2 separate regions of the Pan troglodytes genome follow, and region 2 is linked to region 1. A link is a contact called in public Hi-C data. All regions are on one chromosome and are shown on one strand. Each heading gives the region's core, a stretch centred on a gene start, on an enhancer-like site or on the middle of the called end of the contact. The rest is flanking DNA. Distances are from core to core; before and after follow the strand shown. Region 1 overlaps VAT1L (vesicle amine transport 1 like). Region 2 overlaps VAT1L (vesicle amine transport 1 like).

The links. A called contact is a pair of places that touch in the nucleus more often than the background predicts.
Region 2: a Hi-C map of stem cell-derived neural progenitor cells shows a contact between it and region 1, with 1.6 times the contacts expected there. The contact joins two enhancer-like sites. A contact is called at or near these places in 2 of 7 Hi-C or Micro-C datasets (induced pluripotent stem cells and stem cell-derived neural progenitor cells).

The regions. Positions count from the first base shown.
Region 1 is chr18:76,036,955-76,043,359 of NHGRI_mPanTro3-v2.0_pri, forward strand. The region is part of intron 7 of VAT1L (vesicle amine transport 1 like); the gene reads left to right. Among named protein-coding and RNA genes, the nearest start is that of CLEC3A, 100 kb to the right of the region's middle. Within about 2 kb of position 3,202, at least 2 of the 24 cell types and tissues checked have an H3K27ac peak or open chromatin away from gene starts, as enhancers often do. A contact at or near this core is called in stem cell-derived neural progenitor cells, where this site is marked.
Region 2 is chr18:76,108,913-76,115,317 of NHGRI_mPanTro3-v2.0_pri, forward strand. VAT1L (vesicle amine transport 1 like) reads left to right here. Exons shown (of 9, transcript XM_001139539.8): 8 at 6,342-6,405. Among named protein-coding and RNA genes, the nearest start is that of CLEC3A, 31 kb to the right of the region's middle. Within about 2 kb of position 2,284, at least 9 of the 24 cell types and tissues checked have an H3K27ac peak or open chromatin away from gene starts, as enhancers often do. A contact at or near this core is called in stem cell-derived neural progenitor cells, where this site is marked.

The DNA.
Region 1 (6,405 bases), core at 1,952-4,451:
ATGAAGTGGAGCTGTCCACAGACAAGTCAAATCCTCAACCACATTCAGGTGAGAGAAGACTGGATAATTACTACTACGACTGCTACTACTATTACTACTGCTGCTACTACAGTACAACATTTCTAGAGGATTCGCTAAGTACTAGGCATTGTTCTAAGTGCTTTATGTATTAACTGATCTAAACTTCCCAACATCACAATAGTATCCAGGTATTATTATCCCCATCTTACAGATCGCAAAAATGAGGCTCTAGAGAGATTATACTTGCCCATAGTCCCTGCTTACCATTGAATTTGATGGAAATTTGAACCCCAGGAAAGTCTGATATATAGAAGTTTTTGGAAAGGTATAATGAATAAACTCATTGAACAAAAGAATGAGCAAAATAATGCTACCAGGAAATGCTTGGCATAGCATGTTTATATGTGCCAAGTACCTTGCATTTATTAACTCATTAAATCCTCATGATTACCCCTAGTGGTGATAATTGCTACTCACATTATGATACAAATGAGGGAATGAAGGCATACAGAGAGGAATACGTTGCCCAAGGTCACACGGCCAATGCATGGCAAAACCAGCTTTGAGACCTAGGCAGTTTGGTTCTCAAGTCCATGCTATGGACATTAGCGTCTCCACTATGTTGGGAAAGACCAGAACCCTACAACCCCCGCTTTATTCCTGCATGTCTGTGAATCCTTCGTCCTTGGGCAGAGGATGAGGCATCCACAGAAAGGCAGCAGTAAAGGAACCACCACAGCCATCTGACAGGTCATTAGTGTCAGCTGCTGCTGACAAGCCAGGAAGTCCATAGAGAAACAGCCTTTGGGTTTGGCCCAGGCTCATTGTTGACCTTTCAGAAAGCAGTGTCAGTAGAAAGATGGGGGCAGAAGTCTGAATGCAGAGGTTGGTGAAGGGAAGGTGCAGGGAGGACAGGCCAACAGCCAGCACAAGCCTCCCACCTGGCACTGAACAGGACAAACGCCCGGAACCCAGCCAGGAGGAACAGAGGTCACAGGAGGGCTATTTAGAAAGCCAACTCGTGGTTGCCTAGGTCTGGGGGACTTGGAGAGAATGGAGAGGAACTGCTGATGGGCATGGCATTTCTTTTTGGAGAGATAAAAATGTTCTAAAATTAATGGTAGTGATAATTTCACAACTCTGAATATGCTAAAAAAAATGGAATCATACATTTTAAGTGGGTGAATTGTATGGCATATGAATTATATATAAAGCCAATATAGAGATATCATATATATGCTAAGATAGATATGCTAGTATACACGTATATTACACAAGAGAAAGGGAGAGATTGAAGGGCCGTTTAATGCTGGGATCAGGGGAACTAGGGAGATGGGGAAGAGGCACAGCCTTAGAATCTCTGGATCCCTGGCCTCAATCCTTATTAATATCCTAGCTGTGTGGCCTCAGAAAACCATCCCACCTGGTCCATTCTCCCAGTTTTCAGATGAGCAAAATTGGGCTCCAGAAGCAATTGCTGTGTTTACTGTAGGTCCCTACCCTTCATTTCTTCCTTCCTGCGTGACTTCTTTCCCTTAAGTGGAATTGTAAATTTTTCAGTTCAACATAATCACCCCAGCCACTTGCCCACACACACACATTTCCGATTTCCACGCACATTCTCCCAGCTGGCCTCATGTGTTTTCTGGAGCTCAAACTTACCAGCACTATCACGCCCCCAGGCCCTGCCATGCCCTTGCACCCAGCTCTGCTCTGAGCTGCCCAATGGACCAAAGAAATTAAGGCACAGCTCTGCCTCAGTGTATTCATCTGTGACAGGCTGAATAATGGCCCCCTAAAGATGTCCACATCCTAATCCCTAGAATATTTGAACATGTTACCTCATATGGCAAAAGGGACCTTGCAGGTGTGACTAAATGAAAGATTCTGAGACAAGGAGAATACCCTGGATCATGCAGATGGATCCAATACAATCACAAGGGCCTCTGTAAGAGAGAGGCAGGAGGGTTGGAGTCAGAGGAGCAGATGCGATGGCAGAAGCAGAGGAAGAAGGGTGATGTGATACTGGGAATGGGAAGAGCCTGTAGAAGCCAGAAAAGGCACAAAAATTAAGGAGCCAGCCCTGCTGACACCTTGATGTTAGCCCTAAAGAGACAATTTCAGGCTTCTGATTTGCAGAACTGTAAGAGAATAAATTTTTGTAGTTTTAAGTAAATTTGAGGTAATTTATTGTAGCAACAACTGGAAACTAATACATACCACTAATGCCACTCAACAAATGCTTACAGAGTGCCTGCCTGCTGTGCGCCAAGCACCGGGCCAGGCTTTGCAAACACAGTTGCAAGTGAGAAAGCCTGGGCCTATGCTTAGGGGCAGCCAGGATGGTGGAAGTGAACAGTCAGACAATTATATAAGCAGGAAACGAAGCCTGGAGGAAGAGAGCTGGGCAGGGGTGAGATCCAGGCCTGTGCCACAGCCTGGGCAAAGGCCTGGAAGTTGGAGAGAAAGATGGAGGTTGGCACATTCAAGGACAGAAAAAAGGTTCATCAGGCTGAGCACAGAGTGATGGGGAGGCTGACCTTGAATAGAGGGGAGAGGAAATGGGATAGGAGGAATTCCCGCCAACCGCCGGAATATACCCATCCCTCTGGCCTTACTGGACCACTGTGATTTTCAGAAACCTGAGACTCTGCACCTCCCTGCCTTTGTTCCAGTTGTTAACTTGGCCTGCATGCCCTTCCCTCGTCCTTGTCCTCCTGCAAAATTCCTGGTCACCTTTTAAGACTCAGCCCTGGTGTCGACTCTTCCGTAAAACCATTCCTCCCTCTTGCCATTATCCCAACCCTGAGTTAGGAGGTACTGCTTTTAGATCCCATGGGCTTGCCTCCCTCATTGACATGTGCATGGGCAATTTCCTGTGAAAAATGGAGAGAATAATGCTACCTTCCTTCGGTTTCTATTTAGAGGGATTAAATGACCTAATGTACAAAAGGTACTTAGCTTAATGACTGACAGAGAGTAAGTGCTCAACATTAGCTGTCATTACAGGGCATTGCAAATGCATTTCCCCCAGAGAGTGGAGATATTTCAGGTCAGGGACTCTTGGCAAGGTGCCAAGGGAGGAGAACACAGGATATGCCCTGCGAAAGATTTCTGGGGCCTCAGGGCATGCATTTTCATCAGCCTGGTGCAGCATCTCCCATCAAGGTTCTAAGCAGACAACTTCATCTACACCAGGAGACCAGCGTGTTGCAGAATTAGGCTTATTCACAGCTCAGCACTCCTTGTTAGGAGTCTGGGAGCTCAGCTCTGAATACATTCCTGTTACAAAGAAAATGCTCGTCCTTGCCTTTACGCCTGTCATTCAGATGAAAATACTTCACAAAACTTGATTTCCTTGTGAGCCAGGGACAGAGTCAACTCACACTGCCCTTGGCTGTGTTTTAAAGGACACAGACCAGGATTCTGCTGTTTCCAAAGACTGGAAAGTTTCTATTTGCCTTTGAGGTTGATGGAGAAATTACTTAATATATCTTATTTGCAGAAAGGCAACAGAGGACCAGTTTCAAGATTTTTCCAAGATATCTGTACTGATATGTTAATCACAGATTCTTTATTTGCTAGACTAAGTAGATAACTGTGCTGCAGACCAAGATTCTTGAATCTTGGGACATACATTTAAATCAGATAATGCATGAGTAAAAGGTCACATCCTGGCAGATAAACATGCTGTGGATATTACCACTACCCCCACCTCTGGAATCCACACTTCGGTCTGAGCATCAGTTTCCTCCATTAGAAATGGGGATACTACCATGTTCCTTGTTATTGCATAGGATTTATGATTATTGTGCAATCAACTGAGTCCATATGTGGTGAACTCTTGTACACTGTAAACCACTCTGCTGACACGAGGCATATTATAATGTGCAGAAGCAGGTCTGATTGGATGGGGGCAAATTCTTGGTCCAAAAAACTGGTTTTGTTTTTTGTTTTGTGTTTGAGACAGAGTTTCACTCTTGTCACCCAGGCTGGAGTGGAATGGTGCAATCTCGGCTCACTGCAACCTCTGCCTCCCAGGTTCAAGCAATGATCCTGCCTCAGCCTCCTGAGTAGCTGGGATTACAGGCGACGCCAGCCACCATGCCCAGCTAATTTTTGTATTTTTTAGCAGAGTCGGGGTTTCACCATGTTGGCCAGGCTGGTCTCGAACTCCTGAGCTCAGGTGATCCACTGGCCTCGGCCTCCCCACGTGCTGGGATTCCAGGTGTGAGCCACTGCGCCCAGCCCAAACTGGGTTTCTTAACCCTTCCACTTCCTAGTGGTTTGTCCTGTAGCACTTCATTTTTCTCTTCCTCCTTTTCCTCCCCTATAAAATAGGAACAGCTGACTTTATTTCCCAAAACAGTTGTGTATGAGTTTGCTAGGGCTGTTGTAACAAAGTACCACAAGCCAAGGGGCTTACACAACAGAAATGTGTTGTCTCCGCGTTCTGGAGGCTGGAAGTGTAAAGATCAAAGTGTCTGCAGGGTCTGTTCCTTCTGAGGGTCATGAAGGAATCTGTTTCATGCATCTCTCTTAGGTCTGGCAATCTTTGGCATTCTTTGGCTTATAAGCACATCACCTCTATCTCTGCCTTCATCTTCACAAGGCATTCCCTCTGTGGGCATCTATCTCCAAAATTCCCCCACTTTATAAGAACACTAGTATTGGATTAGGGCCCACCCTACTTCAGTATAATCTCATCTTAACTAATTACATCTCCATAATCTCCATTTCTAAATAAGGTTGCGGTGGAGTTGCTGGGAGTTAGGATTTCAACATATAAATATTTGGAAAAGAGGGGAGGGACATAGTTATATCCATAACAAACTGTGAGTCACATACGATCAAAAACGGGAGATGCCTTGCAAATTATAAAGGGCTAAAGAGATAAAATTTTGCATGAGGGTTAAAAGGGCAAACTCCAGATTAAGTTCAAGTCTCCCCTCCTCCAGTTATAGCTGTGATTTCTTAGGAGAGTGGCTTCATTTCTTTCCTAAGCCTTGCTTTGCTATCTGTGAAATGAAGATGATAGCAGGGCCTCCTCTGTGGGATTGCTGTGGAAATATCATGAGGCTGTGTGTGCAGGGCTTAAGGCATGCCCTGGCACCCAGTACGAGCCAGCCTCTGTTACCAGATCAGAAGGGGTGGGTTGGGTGGGGCCCTGCCTTTCCATCACCTTGCAGTCAAACCTCCCAGAGCTGGTTTCCTCCCTGATGTGCTACTGCTGTGGTGCAAACAGGCTTACCAGTGCCCTTTCCTCGTGCTTGTACTCATTTCCAAAGGCAACTGTGGGAGCTGCTTTATGGAACAGAAGCTCTGAACAGCACAAATGATAAACACATGCTGGTGTTTGCATTCCTCTAACCCTCCAACCATCTAGTCTCTGATTACTAAACTGTTAGCTTGTTTTGGGAGGTTCTGCCAGGAAAGTGCCACGCTCCAGTTAGTCATTTAATAAACTCTAAGTGAGCAGCTGCCAGCAGAGCCATGGACAAATGACAAAGGCGCAATCATGGCTACAGTGTGATATCTGCCCAGAGCCAGGCACTGTGCTGAGCACTTTACACGCATTAGCTCATCTAGACTCCTGGCAATCCTGTAGGGAAAGAACTATTATTGCCCCCATTTTACAGATGAGGGCACTGAGGCTTAGAGCATTAAGTGACCTGGTCAAGGTTACACAAACAAAAAGTAGTGGAGCCAAAACTCAACTCTCAGACTGGCTCTCTCCTGAAGCTGTGCTTGTCACCAAGGCCTCAACCCCCTCCAGGAGCGGCGATGACTTTGTCCTGAGCTCTTCAACCTGGTTGCCCCGTCAGGCATCCTGATTTGCAGTGGAGAGATTGGCTTGAACACCCTGGTTCATCAGTTCCTACCTTCTGTGATTAGACAGGTGACACTGCATCTCAAACCTTTCTGCATCTGTAACCCTTGCTCTTCCTGCCTGTTTCAAAGTCTATTGCAAGCAGTGTGTAAGCTGTAAACTGCATGCTGTGTATGGAAATGCCACAGAGTGGGTGCTTGATACAACTTGAGCTTGCTTCTTCCTTTCCACTTCCCTTCCAAAATGTGTGTCATTTTCATAGCTTCCCTAGCACCTTCACACGTGTTATCATTCAGTGAGTTTGCTCAACAGACACCAACTGAGTGAGGATGGGGATGTGGTGATTGAGCTCTGTTCCCATGACCAGGAGCTGAAAACCACGTGATGCTCACCCAACCTTTCCAGGGTTGATAAGAAGACCGAGATGCGGACAGCGGATGCGTTCTCCAAGACACACAACTCTACTAAGTAGTAGCACAGATTCCCTTGACTTTAAGGCCAGTACTTGAGCCTCACCATGTCCCTTTCAGCCTCACCCAAATGGCTACAAATTA
Region 2 (6,405 bases), core at 1,034-3,533, 71 kb after region 1:
GATTTCCTCCCTCCACTGTCTGGATGGGAAACCAGCTCTGTTGGAGATGGCCTGAGTAAATCCAGAATCCCAGCCCTGGAAAATCCAGCTGCCAAGACCAGATATGGCCAGCCACGCAGCTGGCCGTGGCATCCCAGACTGGGTGTGGGACCATGGTCCTGATTATGAACAGACTCCGCTGGGCCACCCAGGCTGCACTTAGCAGGCCACCAAGAGAGAGCTGCCCAGGCCAGGGGCTCTAAGATGTGGGGTAGGCAGGACAAAGACCTCTAGGTGAGGCTCAGCCACATGACATCTCACTTTCTCCACATATCCACTTTTTCATTCATTCATTCATCCCAGAAGCTATTGTGTGACAGATGTCCTTTTGCACTATGGACTCTGAGGTAGACACCATTGTCCTGCCCATATAGAGCTGCAATCCCCAATATGGTAGCTATGAGCTATGGGAGGCCAATGAGGACTTCAAGTGTGGCTCATCTGAATTGAGATTTACTCTCAGTGTAAAATACACCCTAGATTCCAAACAGTCCCCCCCAAAAAAGTGTAAATTATTACTTCATTATATTGAGTATATATTGAAATAACATGTTGGATATATTTGGTTAAAGAAAATATCTCAAAATTAATTTCACCAGTTTCTTTTTACATTTCTTGACGTGGTTAATTTGAAAATTTTTAGCCACATTTGTGGTTTGCTTTATATTTATTTTAGATGGCACTGTTCTATTGATTTGCAATGGAGAGGAGAGGCTGATGTGTAACTTACAAGGCTGGGGTAAGGTTGACATCACTAGCCAACTGAGGTGTGAAGGGGTAAGTGCTTGGGCGAGACTGTGAGGTTGAGGGTGGAGGGCAAATACTTAGAAGAGCTCACATCCAAGTCAACAACAGCAAGACAAAGCCAAGGTAGCTCAGGACCAGGGCACTCCAGGAAGGGACCCAGGACGTACAGAGACACAGTGCAGAGAGCCCAGTGAACTTCAGATACATCGTAAGTGGTGGACATGAGGGTGTGATAAAAGGTGAAGAAAAGCAATAAAGCCAGAAAAGGCAACAGTTACCAGCTCCAGAAACATGCAGTCCAGTGCTGTTCCACAGAATTATGTGAGCCACATGCAAAGTTTTAAATTTTCTAGTTTCTAGCCATATTTTCAAAACTACAAAAAACTAATTTTAATAATTGTTATTTCAACATGTAATAAATGTCAACAACTCTTACTGAAATAGTTTGGATTCTTTTTTATGATGATTAAGTCTGTGAAGTCTGGTGTGAATTTTGCACTGACAGCACGTGGCAATTTTTACTAGCCAAATTTCAAATGCGCACTTGCCACATTGACTAGTGGCTATAGTATCAGGCAATGCAGGTCTACTAGACAGTTCTCTTGAATACAATGGGGAAGGGTTTTAAGCAGAAGAGTACTTAAAAAAAAAAAAAAAAAAAAAAGCACCTCTGGTGGTCCCAACGGAGAAGACAAGTCTCCCACGTGCTACTGAGCTTTCTGGAGCCCATCACCACTATCTTCTGGGCACTGTCACCCCCGCCGGGGTGCTTCCACTTATAAACGGTAATTTGGGAGCAATGTCTCTTTTGTGCAGACTTTGCTTTGCCAAGGTGTTATTTGAGAGCAGTTTGGGGTGTTGACAACAGAGGAAGGGGAAGCTGCCCTCTCAGATCCCCCATGGTTCTCACCACCTTTCATATGGGCACCAGAGGCAAGAACCTTGGATGTTTTATCTGTGAAACTGTGGTGCTTAACTCAGCTAATCATTGTGATGCTTAACTCCGCTTATCATCGGGTTTCTCCTCTGTGAAACTGATGCAGACACTTCTAAGAGGCTTGGTGTGTGTGGATAAAAGGAAGCAACTTATGCAAAGGGCCTCATATGGTGGCCTAACAAAGAATTAATCAAGAAGAGTATCATTTCTTTCCTTCAACATTGCCATGAGAAAGGCTCCAAGAGCAGCCTAACAAGAGGATAGAAATGCACACAGCGTGAATAGGAGGTCAGGCTACTTAAATGGCCTCTTGGAAATACTGCTAATCCTTTATCCATCCTTTCCGTAAGGGACTTGAAGGAGTCAGTTCATTTCAGAAAGAAATATCCAAAAAGCATGCAGATTAGAGGCAGCCCTGCAGGGAGCTTTTTCTCCTAGCATCACAATAAGCTTTAACTGGTGAGAAAACAGCTTTTCAGTTTCTCTGGGCTCTGTCTTACTGGAGAGGCAGCTTAAAAGTTGTTCCTAGTCTCCAAGGAGTTTTCAGATGCTAATAACTTGCCAGGGTGATAAATAACTGAATGCTGGAGAGCCATGACGTGAGACACTGCCTACCTCATTCCTTTGCCTTTGAGAGTCAAACAAAGCAGTACGGACTAGGCAGAACTGGGAAAGAGCTTTGGTTTTGAAGTCTGGCAGCCCTGAGTGCCAACCACAATTGTGTCGCAATTAATTACGTAATCTTTGGGTAAATTGCTTCTATTTTTGAGCATCAGGGTACATTATCTGTAAAATGGGGATATATTTTGCAAGGTAATAATTATGTATGTGAGATAAGAATATATTATCTATTATTGCATTTAACTCCCCCACCCCCAACAAACTTAGAGGCACTTATGATCTCCCAGTTTCTGTGAGTGGGGAATCTGGGCACAGCTTAGTTGGTCCTTTGATTCTCACAAGGCTGCAGTCGGGGTGTTACAGGAAAGGGGTCCTGATCCAGACCCCAAGACAGGGCTCTTGGGTCTCACACAAGAGAGAATTCAGGGCCAGTCCACAGTGCAAAGCAAAAGCAAGTTCAAGAAAGTCAAGTGGTGAAACAATAGCTACGCCAGAGACAGAGTAGTGAGTTCCTGAAAGAGGAGGAACACGTTCACCCTGGGTACAATGCTTGTTTAAATGTAGGATAAAAAAAGAGCATGGGCTGGGCGCGGTGGCTCACGCCTGTAATCCCAGCACTTTGGGAGGCCAAGGCAGGCGGATCACAAAGTCAGGAGATCAAGACCATCCTAGCTAACAAGGTGAAACCCCATCTGTACTAAAAATACAAAAAATTAGCCGGGCGTGGTGGCAGGCGCCTGTAGTCCCAGCTACTCAGGAAGTTGAGGCTGGAGAATGGCGTGAACCTGGGAGGCGGAGCTTGCAGTGAGCCAAGATCACGCCACTGCACTCCAGCGTGGGCAACAGAGACTCCATCTCAAACAAACAAACAAAGAAAAAGAGCATGGGGACAGGCTCTGCTACAAGGGTTTGTGATAAAGGATTAATTTTCTTAATTACTGTATTTTGCAAGAATCAATTCTTTTTTTTTTAAAGACAGTCTCGCTCTGTTGCCCAGGCAACAGTGGTTGTGCACTCTGTTGCACAGTGGTGCGATTTCAGCTCACTGCAACCTCCACCTCCCGGGTTCAAGCAATTCTCCTGCCTCAGCCTCCCAAGCAGCTGGGATTACAGGCACCCACCACCACGCCCAACTAATTTTTGTATTTTTAATAGAGATGGGGTTTCCCCATGTTGGCCAGGCTGGTCTTGAACTCCTAACCTCAAGTGATCTTCCCGCCCTGGCCTCCCAAAGCGCTGGGATTACGATCGTGAGCCACTATGCCTGGCCTGATATTATTATCTTTAAAGCAAAATTAGGAATGCTTCTGTTCTCAAGATATCGAGATATCGTTATCAGGACACTCCCAAGTCTGGGTCTGTTTAGTAAACATTATCAATCTGTTCCCTTAACCGTGAGCATCTAGAGGCTAGGAATACCTAACTCTCTGGGGATGCAGCCCAGCAAGTCCCAGCCTCATTTTCCTAGCCCTCACTCAGGACGGAGTTGCTCTGGTTCAAATGCCTCTGACAAAGGTGTCAGCTGGGGCTGTGGTCTCAAATGGGGAAGGGTCTGCTTCCAAGGTCTCTGTGGTCGTTGGCAGGATTCAGTTCCTCACTGGCATTTGGACCGAGGGTATCTGCTCCTCATTGACTGTCGGCTGGGGTCTGCCTTCAGTTTCTTGCCATGTGGACCTCTCCATAGGGCAGCTCACAACATGGCAGTTTGAGTCATCAGAACAAGGAAGCATCAAGAATTAGAGAAAGAGGGACTGCAAGATGGAAGTCACGGTCCTTTATTACCTAATTTTGGAAGTGATGTATCATCACTTTTGCTCTATTCTGTTGCTTAGAAGCAAGTCACTAGGTCTAGCCTATGTTCACGGGGAGGGGATGAGTACCAGGCAATGGGGATGACTGACAACCATTTTAGAAGGTGTCTGCTACAATATATGAAGATTCCCGGTGGGTAGTAGCTATAATGAACAAACGTGAAAACCTTTGAAAAGCAGAGCTCACTACAAAAATAAAAGGAATCTACTGAATTATGTATTAGGGTCAAGAAATTTTAACAATCATATGACACTATTAGTCAGAGATCAGGGCCGGGCACAGTGGCTCATGCCTGTCATCTCAGCACTTAGGGGAGGCCAACGGGGGAGGATCACTTGAGGCCAACAGTTCATGAGCAGCCTGGGCAACATGGCAAAACCACATCTCTACTAAAAAAAAAAAAAAAAAAAAAAAGGCAAAAAATTAGCTGAGCACGTGGTGACGCTTGCCAGTAATCCTAGCTACTTGGTAGGCTGACGTGGGAGCATTGCTTGAGACCAGGAAGTCAAACCTGCAGTGATCTGTGATTGTACCGCTTTACTCCAGCCAAGGCAACAGAGCAAGACCCTGTCCCCCCAAAAATGGGTTGATTCCGATCACTGCCAGGTTGTCCAAAGACTGCATTTAAAAGTGCATTTATATTAAATACTGATTTGATAATATGTTACCAGACTGACGCTAAAGTTAAAAGGCATCCATTTCTTCTACATGATGTTTTATCATATATCCATAGCCCTTTCTAGTTATTTTAGTATATGTGTGTTTTTATGGAGCTAGAGATTAAATATTTTAAATATGCATGTCAGTTCTCATTTAGCAATATTACAACATTTAATTCTGCTATGTAGTCTTTGTAATTAGCTGTATATATCTTTATCTTCTTTAACAGCCACATATCATTTCCTTTCAGTAGACACATGTGAGAGTCATTATTTACTTAATCATCCCCTTATCTCTGGGACATATAAGTTGCTTCAATGTTCTGCCATAAAAAGCAATACTGTAATTGAGTATCTTTTGTGTAATAAGTTTTTTTCCCCATAATTTAAATTATGTCTTTAGGATAAAGTTCCAGAAAAGCAATTAGAATACAAACATTTTAATAGCTGTGTCAAGTTGTTATCCAAATGTGTAGAAGGCTTCGGTTTTCATACAAGCAATCACTGCTCTATCAATCAGCCACAGGGTGAGTTCCTCAAAGGCAGGCACTGTATCTTACTTTTTAATTTTGTTTAACCATAGCATCTAGGCTAGAAGCAACATTTAATGAATATTTTTGGACTGAATTAACACAAATTTTAAACATTTGAGACTTCAGGAAAAATATTTAGGCTAGATCTATTAAAACTTTTTTTTTTTCTTATCAAGAGATGTTGCATTTCCACGCAGATTTCACTGAGATGTGAAGCATGGGCCTGTACCAAGTACCAAGCTCCATGTCGCCCTTTCTGGATTTCATTTAACTCTCATGCCTCCCTCCCCAACCCCACCTCAACAGTTGGAATTCCACATGGCAACAGAATGAAAGGCTCAAAAGGCAAATTGGATTCTGCCGCAACCTTACCGTTTCAGAGGGTCCCAGGAGACACCTGTTGGCCTGGCAAGCCCCCAACATTTGAAAAGAAACAGGAGGCCCTCTTTCCTGGGGAGAATACTATAGTGTTGAGGGGAAACTGCACTTAGATAGAGACAACATTTCCTCCCAATAACCAGAATCGTGAGAATTTTCCTGAGTTCAGTTCAGCCTTGAGTAATGGGTCAATTTAGCCCAACTATGAGTCACAGTTAAATAACACTGAAGTAAGCAGGGCACAAATGACCTTCAGAAAATATCTCTATTGGTCAAAATGTAATCTGACTAATGCACCCTGCCACCCTGCAGCACGTAATTCTGAGAACTCCAGAGAACCTTCCCCCACCCTTTTAAGGAATGTTCATCTACTTATTTCAAGAGCTGTCACCCTCGCTTTTTCGACCCAGAAGATGTTTGCACAAGATCAGTGTGTGTGAATGGCACAACCAGAATGTAGTTGCACCCCAAAGTCCAACATCAACCTCTTAGCCACTAAACTTGAGCCGCAGCGCCCTCTGGTGGTCACTTGACAGTTTGAGTTTTCCAGGCCCCATTTTTAACTGGGGAACATCTCGCCTAACCAGCACCTCTGTTTCTCACCTTTTCGCGCAGGTGAAGGAGGCCATGCAGCGGATTCACGACCGAGGGAACATTGGCAAGTTAATTCTGGATGTAG